2 separate regions of the Callithrix jacchus genome follow, and region 2 is linked to region 1. A link is a contact called in public Hi-C data. All regions are on one chromosome and are shown on one strand. The core of a region is the stretch at or near the end of the contact, and the rest is flanking DNA. Distances in the headings are between cores, read along the strand shown. Region 1 overlaps POLR1A (RNA polymerase I subunit A). Region 2 has its middle 19 kb from the start of ATOH8.

Region 1 (4,965 bases), core at 1,784-4,283:
GATCCCCCGTCTCCTGAACCTTATCTGTCAGGTCTGTGTTCACAGAAACATAACGCATGCTAAGTAAAAATAGCTATGCTCACTGACATTCTTTAAGATGCAGCTTTTGTAAACTTTTCAATGTTTATAGAAATTTGAGAAAAACCTGTGCCTTGGATATAAAGATTGTTAATCATTTGGTTATTTGTTAAATACTAGGCAACAGTATGGTCATGTTTCAGAACTAAGACTAAAGGAACTCACAAATGCAGCCTGGGAGAAATTTAACCACATGTACTAACTCAAAGGTTAAAAAAAGGATCCTTGTAAATCTCTTAAGTTAACTCTTCTAACTGAATGCAAAAAAAATAAAAAGGATCCTTGTCAAATGGTATAAACACTACAGTGATGGGCTCAATGTAAACTCAAATGTAATGATTACAAATGAACTGGAAAGGTGACAGACATATGGCAAGATCAGATGGGGCACACAGCCCTTCTTAGGAATGCTTTGACTTAACATACATAAAAAATTACACTCTACCTCTTGTTACCTATATGGTCTTATTTTGCTTGGGAGAAAAACCCAAACCAGTATTATGGATTTGACTCATCTCACAGTCTTTGGGGGGCAGATAATGATTTTTCCTTTTGTTTTATTCCTTAAAGAACATAATTACAGGTTCTGTGATCTATTCAGTGCCTTTTCCTCTGTCTGTCCAGATTTTTCCATGACTAGACAATTACTTTAATGGCTAAATTGCTTTCAATGCAATAATCACAAATTCTAAGGCAGAATGCTGATTATAGCAATTGCTAAAGGACTACTTATAATTCTACATTTTCTAAATCCTGCTTAAACTCAGAAAGAACATCTCTGAATCAAAACCCCAGAAAACTGTCAGCTATACTATTCTCCTTAATAGCACAGCAAAATGACATTATAATGAACGTCTCTGGTCAGGATGCTTTGGGAATAGGGTATTCTGTAACTTGAATTTTCTAGCTGACTAAGCAGAATTCAGGAAACATATCTCAAGCTTTGTTTTAAAACTTTCCACAAAGCACGGGCCCTCAATAAATAAATAGAAGGAAAAAAAATTAGTCTAAAAATTAACACATAAATGAAAAGTTTAACTGTTTTTATGGAAAAGAAATAGTGTTTCATTCAACTCCTATTTTAAGTAAAAAGGCACCACAAAACTCTATTAAGTACATGAAACCAACGATAAAATGTACTTTAATTTGGTGTTATGGTTAGGTAAGGAAGAGAAACTGGTGCTAGGGAAGAAAAGGAATTATAAACAAAGAAATATGGAAACTAAGGGAAATAAAAATACACTAAGAAAAATGACCCCAAAATACTGGTCTTCCTCATTTAACCAAATCAGCTCCTATCCTTTCATGACTCTGACACTAACGGCATGTTGCATTTTTATAACCATTAGCAAATATAAGGATTCCACTTCTTGGCATTTATACCAAAGACTAAATAAAATTTATCAAGAATCAAAAGCTCTTTACCTCTAACAAAAGAAACTCAATGAAAGTACAGTGAATCTTCAAGTCATCTCCCATAAGCTTTTTTCTTTTTAAGAAAATAATTTATTGACATAAGCTTATTTACTTGTGTTCTCCTGTCTCCCTTAAGTGTATGCCCAACCTAAAACTCCTAGGCATATGAGCATGTGATGAGGCCCACTTGGATTTACAGCCTACTGCAGGAAACAAAGCAAGCATGAAGCCTCCTACAGCTTTGCACCTTATTCAATCAAAATCAAGTACAGCACATTCAAGGTCGTTGGTCTGAGGACTTCAGAGCGCCTCAACTCCCCACACGGTGAATCCCTCAAGTCACTCTGCCAGCAAAAAACCATCTGCTGCTCCCTGGTAGTATCCCCTCTGGTGAAATATGATTCGGCTGCTAGAGAGTCAAAGACCCACACAGTCCTGGGAGCTGCTTCCTGTCACCTGCTCTCCCTTAGTCCCAGCCTCACCTGTCAAGTGGAGCTAAGAACATGCACAGCCAAGTACATGGGTGGGGGGCAGGGAGGAGTCATCCAAAGCTGCTGGGTTCTAGTCTTGGTCTCATTGCTGGCTGACATACTACTCACTTGGTGTTTCCTTGTCTGAAAATCACACCAACCTCATAAGGAAGGGAATGTCTACAAACTGCTTACAGCAGTGCCTAAGGCCTGTGGCCCACCTAATAAATGTCAGCTTTCATTGCCACCACCATAAGAGCCACATTATTTACATGAGAACATAAAAAGCCACTTTTCAAATTAGCAAATTTATTTTTTTTTAATTTCCAAGTAATCTGAGTGGGCCCATCACCACTTCTTCCTACATTTAGTCCCTTCACTAATCCACAGCCCACAAAGGTGGCCAGAGAAAGGAAAGGCCAACTAAAACAACTGGGACCCTCATGAAGCCACAGTGGTGCATCTGGTAGGAAAGGGGGCCGGAACACCACGCTCCTCACCACATGCCTTATTCCAAGGAGCAGAGGATGCTGACTTAGCAGAGATGCTAAGCATCTCTGAGGAGCCCCAGGCACTCCCTGTGTACAGAGCTCTCCATCCCTGTGGCAGCACAAACTCCAGGAAGATCGGGGAGCTCCTTGTCCTTCCTCCTGCTTCTCAGCTAGGTGTCCATGGGCAAGTTACATGAATCCTTCAAGTGTAAAATGTGGGCATGAATAGCACCTACCTCCAGGGACTGTGGGGAGGGTGAAATGAGGAGCCTCTAATGTGCTCTCTGCACAGTGTATGGCACTGAAAAAGTACTTGGGAAATGGGAGCCTTGGTTTGACGTTACGATTATTCTTCATACTCCATCACGATCCAAATGAATGATGTATAATTGTGAATCACTGTGGTGCAAAAGGCTTACAGTTTGGGAGGTCTCAGACCTCTGGGTGGGTAGTGAGGGCGAAGCAGGCACTGGAACACACTCTGTCCTCTTCCCTGCTGCCTGCCTCTTTCCTCGCTCTGTCCCTACCATGAGCACATGCTGACTCAGGCCCCTGCTACTCCTGGCCATGAGTCAGCTGCTCAGGAGAGTGGGGAGGAAGTTCTGTCCTACCCACGTATCCCTCTGGACAGCTGTGACCACATGGTGTTGCCCTTGAGGACTGAATTTGGAGAAAGAAGGAAGGGATTCAAAGAGGAGAGGAGATGCCTTCATGGGCTATTGGGGGATCTCTTCTGGGCCCTTGGGGTTAGGCTGCTTCTTAAAGCTCATGTTTGTCAGAACAAAGGATCAAAGTCATGTGTGGACCGTGAGAACCATTACAGTGTTGGGATACTAATGCTGGCCGAGGGCTATTAAGTTGCAGAATCCAAACTTCAGTGTTGAACACAAGACCTATTACGAAGCTAGTAAGGTTGGCTTTCTGGGACAGCTATCACAATTTCTGTCCTGATTTACATTTTACAACGCAGCAAGAAATAAACATTTCCCAGCCTCTAGGCAACTAGACGGCTAAAAGCCCCACCTGGGAGAAACTAGGACCCTCCATTCCAGCTGTCCCTGTCCTGGGGCTGCCTATTGACCCCAGAAGCTAGCAGGGCCCAGGTTAAAAGTACTAAGTCATGCCAATGATGACAACGGAATGGCCTCAAGGCCAGACCTACCTTGGGAACAAGGTACTGCTGATCGGTGCAGGCCAGGACATAGGCCTCGGCCCGGCCCAGCTCACTCTGGGGGAAATGGGCATTCATCTCATCTCCATCAAAGTCGGCATTATAGGCTTTGCAGTTGGCATAGTGGAGCCGCAGCACTTTCTCTTCAGGCAGGATGCGGGCGTGGTGGGCCTGGATGGAGGGTCTGTGCAGGGTGGGCTGGCGGTTCAGTAGCAGAATGTCCCCATTCTTCACATGCCGGCACACCTGGGAACAGAGTGGACAGGTGAGTGATCAGTGCAAACATCAGTATTACCACTGCTCTTTCCAAGTGCTCACCTCAACCTGGCCAAGGTGTGGTTTCTAGCTTATGTTCTAGTCGACTAAATGCAAGGGGGATTTTTAATCTGGAGCAAAACCCTAGAAAGCTCTGAGAAATACCTCCTGGGTCCCTCTGGTCCCGGCCCTTTACAGCCCTGATCCTGGCTCTAAGCTCTGAAGTATAAGCAACAAATAAGACCATAGGTCTCTCTCTTCTTCAGAGATGCATAGCCCTCCCAGGTTCCTGGATTCCTCTGAAAATTAATCTGAAGAAAGAAATGGATACAACTCCTGAAGACTGCACATAACCGTAAAACCAACCACTGGGTTAGAAAGGAATTGGCAGACTCTTGAATCCCCCCATTATCACATGTGAGCACATTAGTCTAAACAGAAATTCTACATTTCACAAAAAAGGTGCCCAGCTTCATGTATCAGACCCGGAACTGGAACACAGGGTTCTTAGTTCAGTACCCTCAGAGGACATTTTATTGCACTTCAAAAATTAAGAACTGTAAATTGCCACAGTCTTTTGGCAATGGAGTTTGAAAATAGCTATTAGAACACTTAAAACACATTTCCTGTTGGCTCCTCAGGGAAAAAAAGCACCTACACAAAGTTAGATGAATATGTATGTTTATGCAGCAGCCTTTACAGCAGCAAAAACTAGAAATAACCTTACTGCCCCAATGAAGTGGCAACAGTGTATCCACACTATGGAATATTATGTGGTGAACAAGTATAAATTAAATATATACAAGGCCTGTGCCATTCAAGTGATGGCAATAATGTGTTACAGCAAAGAAAAAAAAATCCAGGTGACATGTAAGGTAATGAAAAAAGCAATTTAAAAACCAACCCAGTTTGTGTGTGTGAGTGTGTGTCTATATGGGAAAAAGGTGGTTGGATCCTCACTAGGTTGTTACTATTGTGTCTGTGTGTGTGTGTGTCTATATGGGAAAAATGTGGCTGGATCCTCACTAGGTTGTTACTATTGTGTGTGTGTATGTGTGTGTGTGTGTGTCTACATGGGAAAAAT
Region 2 (5,189 bases), core at 1,566-4,065, 330 kb before region 1:
GTTTCTGTGGCTGGTTTATTTGCTTAGTCCTAAGGTGCTATCACTGCAAGAGGCACCGCCGATTTAATTTTTTCCTTTTTTGAGATGCGAAAGACATGGGCACATATGTTAGAAATGTTCAAATATAGAGAAAATGCAGACCTTAGAATGAGGGAAATTCTTGTTGGTAATTTTCATCCTCCCAAAAAACTTTGGAATAAAATTGTTCTCCCTGAAGACGTGTGACATTTGTCCTTGGCTTCATGTCCCTGACCTGCAATGTTGGGAGCACAGGGTGAAGTCATGCTTGTTGTGAGCTGGCCCTGGGTTTTCCCAGAGAGAATTTTTCTGGTCACCCAGAATGTTCAGGGGCTGGAGTTCCAGTTTCACTGAAGCATTCTGGGTCAACAGCCGCTCTTGACAGATTTGGATTTTCAACATTTGAAATTAGAACTCTTTCTTAAAAATGTAATCTCATCAACAAGCATTTAGTGAGTACTGGATATGGATCTGTTTCTCTACCTTTATGTTGTCTCCAGAACATTCATTCAATTGTCAACAATTGACAATTTCGTGGAGTTCCTCAAGGCCTTTGTAACTGACGCCAGTTTTCTAGAACTGGAAATGAGAGAAGTGAGGGATGGGGTTGCATGAGACGATTCTGTGGGTGTGCTGTACTTTTTTGCCAAGCACTTTGTCACCTGTCATCTCATTCATTTCTTACAACAACGCTGTGAATATTATTACCAGGCTCTGATGGGTGAAGCAGCTTGCACCTTTCCTGACACCATGTGTCTGGGTGGGTGCAGAAGGGAATTTCCTCCAGTCTCCCAGGCCTCCCTCTTCCTCATTTGGCTTCTTGGGTGGGGGAAGCATCTGGGCAACTTTGGTTTCATTAATTTGTTCCAACAAAACTTGATTGCTTTTTTTTTTTTTTGCAACTTTTCCCCCACACTGAAGACCAACCCCTGAATAACTCCAAGACACAGAAGAGAGAGCAGGAAAGACATCTCTGTGGCTGGGGGTTGCATACGAGCCTATGATAAAGGCCTATGTAAGTACATTCAATCAATAACAATCAAACAGTTATTATTTGGTCCTAGCCAAATAGTTATAACTAATATTTGTTTGAGCCCTAGCTGTGTGCTCAGCACTGAGCAAAGAAGTGACCATGTGTCTAGAGTGGACAAAGTCAGGCCTGCTCAGCCTGACTCTGCCAGGCCTCCTCCTCGGCCTGTCCTGAGGCCCTCCTGGTCAGGCCGCTGGATGCATGGGCTGTGAGGCCATCTGCTAGCACAGTAGTGTGAGCTGGGTGAGGCAGCAGGACTGCTGGAACCCCAGGAGGGCACCGATGAATCTGCTTGGGGAGAGGGGAAGAAGGTGGGGCCTCTGGGGAGGACGTTTCACAGAGGAGGTGACATTTGAGTGGCCGTGTGAAGAGTGAAAGGAATTCCCCAGGTGGACCGAGGGTGGTCCTGGCAGAGCAAAACTCACAGCCTTGGAAGTGCATGGGACATAGAGGATGGCATGGGGTATGAAAGTACACGTGTGTGCGTGTGCGCCTGAGAGAAAGAGAGACAGAGACTCCTGTCTGCATTCATCTCTCTCCATGGTCTCTGACCTCCCCCTCGACACCATTCTCTGGCACTCCTGGCCTAGCCCTGGGCTTGGCAGGCCTCTCCCTGCTCCCTATGGGCTCAGAGTTTCTGCCCTTCCACCCCACAAACGCTTCTCTGCTTCCTCAGCCGCTACGGGCTTTCAGTTTGTCCTTTGGAAAAAGGCCGCCTTTTAATTTGTTCTTCCGAAGCCTGCCCTAAGCTCAGCCTCCAGAAGGACGGACACTCGATCCCATCGTGGCTGGCCACAGGGCGCGGCCTTCGGAGCAGCTGCAAGGATAGTGTTGACTCCAGATGGAAAGCGTCTGGAGAATTCTGACCTGACATCACACCACTGCGAACTGCACAGGCAGTCAGTGATCTGGATGTGCCCAGATGAAGCTGATCCCAGCCTGGCTTCCTGTCAAAAGCTGGCTTTGAGTTGGAGTCCAGAGCAAAAGGGTGGCCCAGGGAGAGACCACCTTCTCTGAGAGCAGCCTGAGGGCAAACAGGCATCCTTGATGCATTCCCTGTGACCTGAGCCCAGCAGAGGCCCTGCATTCATGGTACTGGCTGCAAGTGGGCCCAGTATTGGCCTCTATGAATTCTCCTTCTCACGCTGGGGCCTTGGCCATCTCTCCTCTCTCCGCTGGGCCTCCACACCCAAAGGGCCTAAATCCCTGCATGTGGCCTCCTGCAGCTCAGCCCTTCTGCCTTGCTGAGCCCTACTTAGCCAGGTGGAGAGCTTGGGTTACCTCAGCCACATGCTGGAGGATGAAAGGGGAGTGTCTAGCCACAGCTGACACTGGCACCCTGGGCCCCATCCCAGGACTCGTCTTCAAGGCACCATCTGTCGCCTGTGTGGGCTAAGCAGGGACAGAAGGCTGGCATGGGGGCCCAGAGGGCAGGGCTGGGAGGGGAAGGCACGGGGCCTGCACATTGGTTTTCACGAAGTCTCTGTGGCGAGTGAATCCTCTTTGGCTTCTCTTCTCCTGCCACCATCACCCACCCAGGCAAAGTCTGGACCTGAGGCTGAAGAATAAAGAGGTAGACATGGCCAGCTCCTAGCAGGCTGGTGTCAGCTTCCTGACATCTAAGAGCATCCCCTTCTGGGGAAGCCAGAGGGCACAGCCAGATGGTCTATAGCCCAGGCGAGGGTCCAGTTCCAGGCATCACAGCGGTCACTGCAGAATCATGAGACAGGAGCTGGACACTGGGCATTGGGCCACAGGACAGGCTGCCTGGGGTTGGTGCCCCGCTGGCTCTCTGCCTCCTCCCTGGGTGCAGGCTATCCTCAGAGCACAGAGCTGGACACAGCAGGAGGCTGTGTGCTCCCTGGGTGGGAGCAAATCCCCAGCATGTCAGGGACTTTGAGACAGGGATACATTCACAGGGACCAAGGAGCAGGAAGGCTCTCTGCACCCTCGGTGTCTATGCCTATCACCTGCCACTTTGGAAGAGGCTAGTGGTTTGGAGAGAGGAGAGAAAGAAGGTGAGGGGCTTTGGGGACTGGAAGGAAAAAGAGTGGGAGGGAGAAGGAGACAAGAGAACAATATGGAGAAGAAAGAAAAGGAGGAAGGGGAGAGAAAGGGCTGAGCTACAGGTAACAGACCCCAAAATAACAGTGGCTCAAACAAACATGATGGAAGTTTCACTTACATAACAGTCATAAGCAGGAGGTCCAGGGCTGCTGTGGGAGCCCAGGAGCCTTCTCTTTCATTATTTTCAGGCTGTCATTCTCATCCTCATGACCAAAGATGCCCACCCCCAAACACAACAGTCTATTTCAAGCAGCAGGGTAGAGGAGGGGCAGTGTACCCCACTTCATGGCCCAGCCCAGAAGCTGACACACACCTTCCTCTACCCCTCAATGGCCGGAATACACTCCCCATAGCTGCCACCAACGACAGGGGGGGCTGGGAAATGCAGCCTTGGTTTTGAGCATCTTTGTGTCCAGAATAAAAATCTCAGTGAGAAAGGAGACGATACTGGCGCTGAGGAAAGTAAAGAGGAAGAGAAGCTCTGGGAACGAGAAGAGGGTACAGGAAGGGAAGGGGCTAGGCTCCCTGGAGCAGTTTGTGCCCTTGCCAGACCTGATCCCCAGCATCCTTGACCCCCACTCCTGGGTGACTGGGCCTGAGGGGTCTATCATAGACAAGTTCCTTGGGAGGCAGGAGACCTTCCTTTTCCCCAGAGATCAGTGAACCTGCCACTGGGTCCCAGACCTGAAGTGGGCTCTGGGTTCCTTGGTGGAGGTCTCTGGAAGATGATCTGCATCTAACAGAAGGAAAGAAAACAAAGTGCAGAGTTCTACTTTCCCACTCAGCCAAGAAGAGGCTCCAGACAGCCTTGTTGTCATGAAGAAGGACATATAAGTCATATCGAGTCATATTCTCCCAGGATGCCAGGAAGGAACTCGTCTGGTTTTCTTCAAGGTATATGAAGGAACATAAAACTATCTTGAGATGTGGGATGATCTCACATATCAATTAGTTTGTACTGGGCCGCCCATAACAGAAAACCCAATTAGAACATTCGATAAGAGCATTTGTTGTCACTCAAAACAAGAAGTCCAGAGAAAGGCAGTTCCAGGACCTGTTAATCCAACAGCTCCATGATGTCTGGACTCTGGCTCCATCTCCCAGAAATTTTCATGGTTTTTCTTTTGGGTTTTCGTGTGGCCGCCTGACCTCCAAGCATCATATCCTTCTAAAATTGTTTTCAAAGGAAGTATTCTCCCCTTCTCCCTCCCACCCACTGTCATTTAATCTGCAAGCAAAACCTTTTCCAGAACCTCTTCACCAGAATTCCCCTTATCATGGCCAAACTGTGTCACAATTGCTGGCAAGAGCAAATGAGATTGCCCCTTCCCATGGGAGGGATAATTTAGGACAATCCTGATTCATCATTGGGAAGCCACCTCCTCACTGCAGCTGGATCCTGAACAAAGACAGATTCTGTTATCAAAATCACAGGCAGCAATGAGTGCTGGTTTGGCCAAGGCCCTATATTAACAATCAATCTTAACTCTCTCAGTCATTACCAATCAAACAAAGTTGGCACATGAGATTAAGCATATGTATTATCTCAGTCTTAGAAATGGGAAGTAAGGAAGCCATAATGCAGGGTCCTATGAAAAGACCACATAGGGAGGAACTGACACCCTAGTTCCAGGCAACAGCCACGTGAAGGAGCCATTTGGAAGTGGACTGCCAGCCCAGGCAAGCCTTCTGATGACTGCAGCACTGGCTGACATCTTGACTGCAACCTCATGAGACATCCCACGCCAGAACCCCCAGCTAAACCACTTGCACATTTCCTTCCCGCAGAACTGTAAGATGATTAATGTTTGCTGCTTGGAGCCACCAAGTTTTAGGGTAATTTGTTGTGCAGCCAGGGATCACACTGTCACTAGGGTGAGGCAAATGGCATGTCCAAATGAGCACAACATTTAAGGAGATGCTCCCTCTCAGGGCTATGACAGTTCAGGGTCCACACATGACCCCGAGAGGGAATATCCTCTTGAATTCTGTGCCCTAGGCTCCTCAGTTGCCTCACCCCACCCCAACCCTGTGTCTAGCAGCAGATATACCTCCATGCCCCTTTTCCCTCTTC

The links. Hi-C and Micro-C count contacts between places; a contact is called where the count stands out from the background.
Region 2: a Hi-C map of skeletal muscle shows a contact between it and region 1, with 3 times the contacts expected there. The contact joins two enhancer-like sites. A contact is called at or near these places in 2 of 3 Hi-C or Micro-C datasets (both in skeletal muscle).

What each region holds. Positions count from the first base shown.
Region 1 is chr14:26,930,174-26,935,138 of calJac240_pri, reverse strand. POLR1A (RNA polymerase I subunit A) reads right to left here. Exons shown (of 33, transcript XM_078348946.1): 12 at 3,618-3,872. Among named protein-coding and RNA genes, the nearest start is that of POLR1A, 35 kb to the right of the region's middle. Within about 2 kb of position 3,033, at least 2 of the 16 cell types and tissues checked have an H3K27ac peak or open chromatin away from gene starts, as enhancers often do. A contact at or near this core is called in skeletal muscle, where this site is marked.
Region 2 is chr14:27,261,722-27,266,910 of calJac240_pri, reverse strand. No RefSeq gene overlaps it. Among named protein-coding and RNA genes, the nearest start is that of ATOH8, 19 kb to the right of the region's middle. Within about 2 kb of position 2,815, at least 4 of the 16 cell types and tissues checked have an H3K27ac peak or open chromatin away from gene starts, as enhancers often do. A contact at or near this core is called in skeletal muscle, where this site is marked.